Regions from separate parts of the Zea mays genome. Here region 2 is linked to region 1. A link is a contact called in public Hi-C data. All regions are on one chromosome and are shown on one strand. The core of a region is the stretch at or near the end of the contact, and the rest is flanking DNA. Distances in the headings are between cores, read along the strand shown.

What was found. Hi-C and Micro-C count contacts between places; a contact is called where the count stands out from the background.
Region 2: a contact with region 1 is called in a Hi-C map of leaf, with 2.6 times the contacts expected there. The contact joins the promoter of LOC100272784 here to the promoter of LOC103633369 in region 1. A contact is called at or near these places in 3 of 25 Hi-C or Micro-C datasets (ear and leaf).

What each region holds. Positions count from the first base shown.
Region 1 is chr7:170,917,535-170,921,944 of Zm-B73-REFERENCE-NAM-5.0, forward strand. LOC103633369 (phospholipid-transporting ATPase 2) reads right to left here and starts at 2,398. Exons shown (of 25, transcript XM_008655071.2): 1 at 2,049-2,398; 2 at 1,143-1,335. The coding sequence starts at 1,264.
Region 2 is chr7:171,096,491-171,100,900 of Zm-B73-REFERENCE-NAM-5.0, forward strand. It overlaps LOC100272784 (Interferon developmental regulator family), which reads left to right and starts at 2,289. Exons shown (of 13, transcript NM_001147237.1): 1 at 2,289-2,666; 2 at 2,772-2,946; 3 at 4,096-4,176. The coding sequence starts at 2,657.

The DNA of each region.
Region 1 (4,410 bases), core at 1,148-3,647:
CGATGAAGTAACACAGCCCAAGAAGATTCAAAGCCTTGTCCTAATTATGCATCAATGTCAGAATCTACTTCACGCAGTAGTGCGAAAGGGTCTCTAGCGTAATGGTTAAGGCTTCCGAGAAGCACCTCTAGGTCCCGGATTCGATCCCACTCGGGGGCGAATTTCGGGCTTGTTAAAAAAATCTCCCCGTTGTGCCCCGCCCGTTCCCGGGTTACGTCCTGTGCGCCACCCTCCGGATGGGCCGTTGCAGAGTGGGTGGTGAGGACCCACTAGTGATGGGGGCCAGGGTTCAGGGATTTTCTCGGTCGGGACCACGTTTCGGTCTCTTCTTAATATAATATATCAGGAGGGCGGTCTTTCCCTCCCCGACCGAGTTTTTTTACTTCACGCAGTAGTATCAAAGGATTGAACAAAAAGGCCATTCATATCAACTACATTGTAGCAAGCTGTGGTAACTGACAAGTGACAGCTCCTCTTCATCTCTCACACTTCTCAAGTCTGCTACCCAATTCCTTCACTTTCAAGATAGATCTCTTGCTTTCAAGATAGATACTTTACTTTTCTCTGTTTCCCATCCAGGAGATAGCAGTACTAGCAGAAGATGGTTACATCTGTTTCCCAGTGTATGAAACAAGTAAAAGAAAATTGGACTCATGCCCAAGTAGCATGCTAGTATCCAATGAGCAAAATCAAATCCATAAGACAATAAAAAGGCTGAACACTGTCGAACATGGACATTTATAAACTAAAGAAAACTATCCGACCACACATCAGCCAGCAGCAGCAAGCACAAACGAAATAAGCAGAGACAACCAAAACAGAAAACAACAACAACAACAAAGTCTTTTAGTCCCAAGTAAGTTGGGTAGGCTAGAGTTGAAACCCGACACAAATCAAAAGTCAAGGTTCAGGCACATGGATAGTTGTTCTCTATGCACTTATATTCAAGGCTAAATCTTTGGATATAGTCCATCCTTTCAAGTTAAACAAATTTAATCAGCAATATACCAAGAGAGTTGAATATTATATTGTAAAGATGCAACAAACACATGTGAACAAGTGGATCAACACAGTTCTTGTCACCAGGGCTTCTCCAACATACTTTCATTCAAAAAAATGAACAAATATATCTAGTCACGAACCTGAACTGTTCCCATAGGTTTTTTGGCACGAAGTTCAATAAGGTATACTTTGTATTAGAAACCCGGTTATCACAGTAGTCGTTCTGATAAGACTCATCATTTATGTAGACAAAACGCTTCATTCCTGAAAAACCATGCACACTATGATATTTCTCTTCAGCTTGATTGTCCAGGTGAGGTCAGCTGGGCAGGCCTGCTTAGAAATGTATGTCAGCAAAAGAATGGCAGCTATAGATGAGAGCAACATGTCAAATCAGCATCAATATACACAGGCCACCAGCTGTTGATGAAACTTCAAGTACGCAATGCCATACAATTAATTTGTATTTCCTTCAGTTTTGAAGAATCGATAGTAGTGAGGATTATAAACAAAGTCTGATGTGCCAACTGCCTTTCGAAATATAGATTTAAGATTATGAAATTCTGCATCATGTAACAATTGTCTGAAGGAAAAAGGCAGCAAAACAAGCATATGGGCAGTGGACTTGAAGAAATGGATACTTGCGTCCTTTAGGTAAGGATATGATGAGACGTCAGTGTGGCTGGCCATTCAAAACATGTGTGTGCATAGAGCCATAGAAAACTAAAAAAAATGTCGAACAAGTCATTTTATCAACAAGTAACTCTAATTTCACAGGAAACTGATTAACCACACGGAACATGATGTATCATAACATGCATTCAAATTATCTTATGGGTTCGCATAACCAATGCGTCAAGGACTCCCAACTAAAACCCATGTAAACTTTACTGGGTACACAGGATTAAAAACGAAGTTTACTAGACACAATACATGTATAGACTTGTGATTAGATCCGATCCGAATACAGATAGCAAAATAGCTTAAGTTAGGGTTCGGGCGCTCGGTTTTGCACAGCGTGAAGGGGAGCGAAGGGGCGGGTATACCTGGTGTAATCGCCGGGCAAAGGGCTCGGATCTGGGCAGCTGGGCGTAGGGGGGAGGGGGCACCGGCCGGCGGCTGTTGCCCCAGTTGTCCCGCAGGCGAGGTGAACGGGAGAATTTTTTTTTTCTTCGGCTACCTTCGCTGCGTGCAACTGGGCCGATTTCTCCTCTCCTCTTTTTTCCCCTGTATGGCTGTATGCGTGCAACGCCGACGCGCATGGATATGCTGGTTCGTCAGGACAGTGGCGCATGCATTAGATAATTCCTTATTTAACACTAAAAAAATTTATTTTTATGTCTATTTTGAACTATCCAACTAGCCCGTTTATTATAAGACGCTCTTAGGACAATTCGAGCATATAAGCTAGGATGGTTTCTATTTCTATAGCCATCGTTACAATATCAACTAATATCTCCAGCAGACTCTTTATTTCACTCTATATGTCACTCTCTATTTTAAACTTTACTCTACAAACAGTATAATTTATAATATAAAACAGTATTTTGCACGATCGTTTACACGGTAGAGATGGGCTAAATAGGACCTCGTGAGTTTGAGTTTGGACATTTGGAGTGGACAATGTTTCTGGCCAAGTAACAGAAGTTCCTGGGGAGGACTCTGCAAACAGCTCCATATGTGATATGTCTCGCACACTGCACATGCCGATTATTTTCTTTCCATTCGTAGTACAGGTGTTGGCTGTTGCCGACTGGGCGCTGTAATAAGAGTGTACTCTTACAAGACTGTCCTACTTTTCCTATTAGTTAATGCATACCGAGTAGGTTGTGACAACTTACAGACAGAGAGCACTGAAAGTGAAGCGTCCTTGCTCACACAGACTGAACCCTGCTGGATGGACATGGACTGGTAGACGCCGCCGCCGCTGAAATCTCGTCGCAGCGCGAGGTATTCAGAGACCGTAACCACAGCTAATAGCGACCCATCGAAGCATGGCGCAGCAGTCACCGGCCATATGGAGGCATTCCCGTCAGCGCCACCAACACCTGTATTTTGTTTTGTTAGCTGTACTTCTGTAGACAGGAATGAGGGCGCGACGCTGCAAACGGGAAGAATATGTCGTACTAGTATTCTTTTTGCTCTTCTCCTCTCCTTTTTTTTTTCCATGCCACTGTTCCCGGATCTTGTCCGCCTACAATGCAGCGAGGGGCGCATGCATAATTGCACGTATATCAAGCTCGTTCCTGCAGGTGGAATGCCACTATATATTACAATGAATGGATGGATATATAGCTCAAAAGCAGCTGAAGAATCCAATATTTTACTACCGGTTCTCCGTAGCGTTACTACCGCGCCTAGTACAATGCAACGAGTGGGGGTGGGGGGGTCTTGGTGCATGTCAGCATGTGTGGCACGCTCATCAGTGGAAGCTAGCGAAATTTCAGTTGCAAACGACTAGCACGTGGGTTTTCTGATCGCCTGGGATCAGATCAGACAGACGATAATGCAGCACGATCAGTGACCCTACGTTATGTCACCTTAGGGGACCGCTCGGCTCGAACCCAATGATTTCACATGAAACAATCTCATCTCTGAAAGCGAGCGAGCGTCGAAACAGTCCCCTGCAATCTAAGACGAGGGCTCCGGTGCTCAGAGCCAGCCAGGTTTTCTAATCACGACACTGTAGCAGAGAGAAGTTTCTTGCCACATACCCTACACGGCTCTACACCTATGATACGGCGGTCCCCGGTACTCCAGTCCAGCTGCAGGTATAGCCAAACCAAGGGAAGGCGGCCGGCAAACCGGAAGGAGGATGGGCAATGGGTTCTTTGGAACAGTGACGCATCAAGAATAATAGGGTCGGAGTGGGAGTATGGACGATTGTGTATACGATCGGCGATGGGACGAGGACGACGAGACGCGGGAGAGTCCAATTGCCGCGCTCTCGCATGCGTTATGGGCGTCAGGGTGGGGGGACATGGAATGGTCAGGGTCCGCGTGTCGTGGCATCGGGACGCAGCGTCGAGCTGGATCTCACTCACTCGCCCAGTGTGTGGCGTGGGCGTGGCTAGCTTGACATTGCATGGCCCATCTTCTAGATCTTGGACACTCCGGTACGTAGTACGTACTAACCACACTAACAGGGCCATCAACTTTGTATATCCAGTCATCATACTCCTGGGCCGTCCGTTGATCACGCGGTAATTAGCCTCGGTCCCGCGCGTCTCCGGCGCGGCACGTTTCGGGTCGTCCACGGCCGGAGGCACGGGGCCGTGTCCGTCGTCGTCGCTTTCGCCCGCACGGCCGCGGGTCTCCGGCCGGCGGGAGGGAAAGCGGGGTGCAATGCATGGTGTCGTTGAACCGAGCGAACATCGGGGGACGGCGAGGAGAGGACAGGACAAAACG
Region 2 (4,410 bases), core at 1,039-3,538, 180 kb after region 1:
CCTTCTTTTTTCAATCGATATTTAAATAAATGCTAATAAATATGGACATATATACAAACTACATCCATAGTTTATTGAATGAATACATGTTTAGTCTAACGAATTATATTTTGGAACAGAGATAGTATTATGTTTCATGCAAACGTAAGGAGACGTTTGATAGAACATATGCGACGGTTACTTTATATTCGTGGTTCATCCTACTCGTCCGTAACGAGCAAAAAAGCAAGGATGGATGGTGAGGCACGATCCAATTAAACGAATAATGGTATTACTCCATATGGAAAGTCGTTTTTTTTTGTGTGCTTCAGATCTGAAACGACGCGCACGGACCACGGTGACAAAGTTTGTGTGACACCTGTGACTTTGTTTTCCTAGTAAAGTTAGGCGAATTCCTTTGATCATAGAAACAGATGATTGCGCGGGCTATTTCCTGCAACGTGATTAATCTTCTTTGTTACGGTCGGTAGAGGGCCATATGGCATTGGCTTTGCTTTGCCATTGTTCTAGCAGTAGGGATGACAATTGGACCTGTGGGTATGGATATCCACGGGTTTCGTACCCGGTGGACATGGATACGGGTTGGAAAACTCACCCGTGGATTCTATCGGGTCGGGTACCCGAAATACGTCGGGTAGGGTACGAATAATATATTTTACCCATGGATATCCACTGGATACCCGAAATATTAATTCATAATTTTACATGTTGTGTTTTTGGCCCATAAAGCAAAGAAAAAAAAGCCCAAAGCAGTGAACCTGTCATTGTGTTGTTGCTTATATTTGTGTTGTGTGAACTATGATTTGTGAACTGGACGTGTACTATGATATGTGAACTGGACGTGTACTAGTCATTAACTGTACTATGAATTCTATGATTTGTAAAATGGACGGCTGACGGGCTGAGATTACTTCTCTGGACCAGTGAAGTTCTCATATGGCAAACCAAATATAGCCCCTGAAATCGGACACCTGAGGTCCACGGAGGACGCAATTAAACATGCCCGAAAATGTCGTATGCGACTTGGTTGATGACGCGTGGATGGTGCTGTTTCTGAACCCGAATTCGACACGCACACGTGGCGCGTGCGTGGCAAAGACGTGCCCAGTGACGTTGGTCGCGAACGTGTAGTCTGTGGCCTTCGGCTCCGTGACCGGCCCAGGCGCCGGCGCGCGGCTGGATCAGGAAATCAGAGGCTGACAAGTTGGCAGGCAACCGTGCCATGCGGTGGACGCGTACTCGCGCAGTCGCGCGCCGCCGAGGGTCACCGAAGCGCACCTGGCGTGCCGGCAGACACGTGGAGCAGCCGCCATCCGGGTGGGCAGATGGCGCGTAGTGCTGCTGTGCTGGAGCCCAGAGACATGGCCGTGCGCCCGTGCCCACTTGCCACTGCCGGTGGCCGCCGGCCGATGCCCGGTGGGCTCGAGACTGAAGAGAATATCCGCTGATTCCACAAGCGATTCGGCCCAGGGGGTATCTTCTGCTGCGCAGTTTCGAGTCAGATGCCAATATTCGAAGCATGTTTCGTCCAAGCTACCGGTGCCCCCGTGCCTTAGCTCGCAGTTGACGTTGCTTAATTTGGTTAATCATTACCGCCCGTATCTTACTGCTGAAGATAATAGAGACTGAGAGATGACGTCAATGAACAAGGAGAGAGTCGACTCCGGAGCGATTTTAAATCCTAAATAAAATCCATGCTAATGCAAGCCCACACATGTTGTGCTCTTTGATACTCCATTAATTTCCTCTTTTTTTTTTTCTGTAAAACGTGATATAGTTTTGTAGAGGAAGTCTCTCAAAGTGCGTTTTGCCTATTATTTTCTGAAAGATATTATCAGTTGCCATGTCTTGCTAAAACGACACATGGAATACATTTTATTTTAAATCTTGATACGCACAGCATTTCAAAGTAGGAAGTACTGAGTGAACTTATTAGGCCGTACAACAAAAATCTTTATGTGCTTATCACAAAGGCCAGTGAGGAGATTGCACACCTGTAAATTCCAAGCAAGTACGCTCTACAATTTTCACGAACATGGGTTTCATTTTAGTATTTTACTGTTCATATAGGAAAACAAAAACAAAAAAAGATAGGAAAACAAAAACAAAATAAAGAAAGGAAAACGAGTAAAAAGATAGCCGTGCCCTAGCTTCCATTCCGGGCCTCCCGTCTTCCCGTCCCTTCCAGCCAGCGCCGCTTCATCCTTCGAACCCCACGCTACCGCTCGTTTATACGGCAGCGACGCCTCCCCCGCTCGCCTCCTCTCTCCTCCTCCTCAAGGCTCAAGCGAAGGCGAGCGCGAGAGAAAGCTCAAGCCACTTCCCAACCCGCTCCCCCCTCGCCGCGATTTCCTCACATGGCAGCGCTGCGTCTCCGCGAGTCACTCGAGAGGAACAGCCCCTCCTCCTGCTTCTCCGACCCCTGTCCCTGCGCCGCCAACACGCGCCGCCCCTGTTCCGATCTCGCCGCCCCCGCCGCTGGGCCCTTCTCGTCCCTCCGCGTCCATCGCCCCTGCTCCTGATCCGGCTCTCTTCTTCCTCCCTTCTCGCGCCGTAGATTGCAGCCGCGGCTCTGATTCTGCTCCCGCCGTTTGTCTCGCGGTCGCGGGTTCCTGGGAGCTTCTGGGTTCTGGCTCCGTCCCTAACCGGTGTTGCCATGGGGAAGAGTGAGTTTCTCTTGGCGCCGATTGATTGGTGGTGTCTTGCTTCCGTTTGATGGGTGGGGTAGTGGTTGGTCGTGATTCGTGATTTGTGGGCGTTGGTTTGTGCAGGCAAGAAGAGCAAGGCCCGCGGCGGCGGGGACGACCTGATCGACAGCAGCGACGCCGACAGCGTCGGCTCGTCGTCCACCGCGCTGTCGGATCTCTCCATCTCGTACGCCACCGAGCACGTCAACTCGCAGGAGTTCGTCCTCGACAAGTACATCGACGCGCTCTACGAGAAGAGGTCAGGAGGTCACCCTTACCGCCACACGCTTCTAGGATTCTCTAGCATATCGTTTTGGCTGTTTGCTGTTCAGGCGCTGATGGCGAAGTAGGCATTTCTGTTGGGGTGCTGTTCACTTCGGTTTCGTTGGCTGTACTTATTAACTTATGTGTAGGCATAAATGGACAGGGTTTACTATGTGTCATCATATTGTAGCAGGATGACCAAATGTAGGTGGCTGGGCAATATGGTTTTCTTGCTTGTTTGCATGATGTTCACTAAGGCTTGTTCGTTTTGTTGCTAATCCATGTGGATTGAGTGAGATTGAGTCGGTTTAAATCCATATCAAGTCAAAATCCGTCTCAATCCTGCACAGCACACTCCAATCCATATGGATTGGGAATAACCGGCCTAAATGCACGGGTTCATATTGGACCATTGTTTCCTGTACTTGAAATCTTGAATTGCACTTGTCTGATGATTAGTAAACGAAGCATGCACTATGATGTAAGTTGTTATTTATGGTTATTCAGTAGTGGATAGCGTTTTCACTGTGGCTGAAGGACGTTTTAGCCTTCATTTCATGGTGGATTAGCTGGCTGGAAAATAATAGGAAACAATTTATGAGGTCATAGTACCCTTCACGTTTTTTCTGATTAAACTGGCCTCTCAGAATTCCTTTAGCTTTCATTTTACTTTTATGGAACCTTTAGAATGTTAACAAAATGGTCACTACATAAGTTTTGGAGTGTATCCTATAGTTTTGGCAACAAATACTAGATGGATACTAAATTTTAATAGTCAAAGATTGGAAATTAACTCTCACGGGCAAAGTTGTATGTTCAGCTGACCTTCTATTATTTGTGCAGCAATGTTGATAGAGTAACAGGGACGGAGGCATGTGTTTTGTGTATTAGCCTGCTGATGTCATTTCTGTGGATGTACATGTACTTGCTGAATTGTTATGTATCTCTTATAATAACAATAATCGAACATGTTACCACTGCTGTCGGTGTTTTCATTTCGTACTATCAGTAGTTTATCATCATTTATTAATGTTGTTTGTGTGTTCATCATCTATTAACATTAAGCTATCATGTCATCATGGTCATTAATCATTGTATTCGACAACTATGCTGTACTGATGCTACCTTATGTATTCTCTTTTAGGGGATCTACAAGAGAGGCAGCATTGGTTAAACTCGTTGATGCCTTCGAAAGTTTTATGCTCCATGGCCTTGTGGAGAACAGGTATGTTGTATTCTGTTAGTGAGCTGTGAGCCTTAAATTATGAAATGTTGTATGCATGTTTTCTTTTTGCTTATTTTCCTGTAAGTCATATTTTCAATTACCATGAACTTAACAAACTTTCCATGTGTTACATGGTTACATTATATGCTATCAGGCTAGTTCTCTTTCAGTTATGGTATGTTTTATCTGAATCCACTTGGTGAAATGTATTATCATAGTTTGTTTATACTCTCT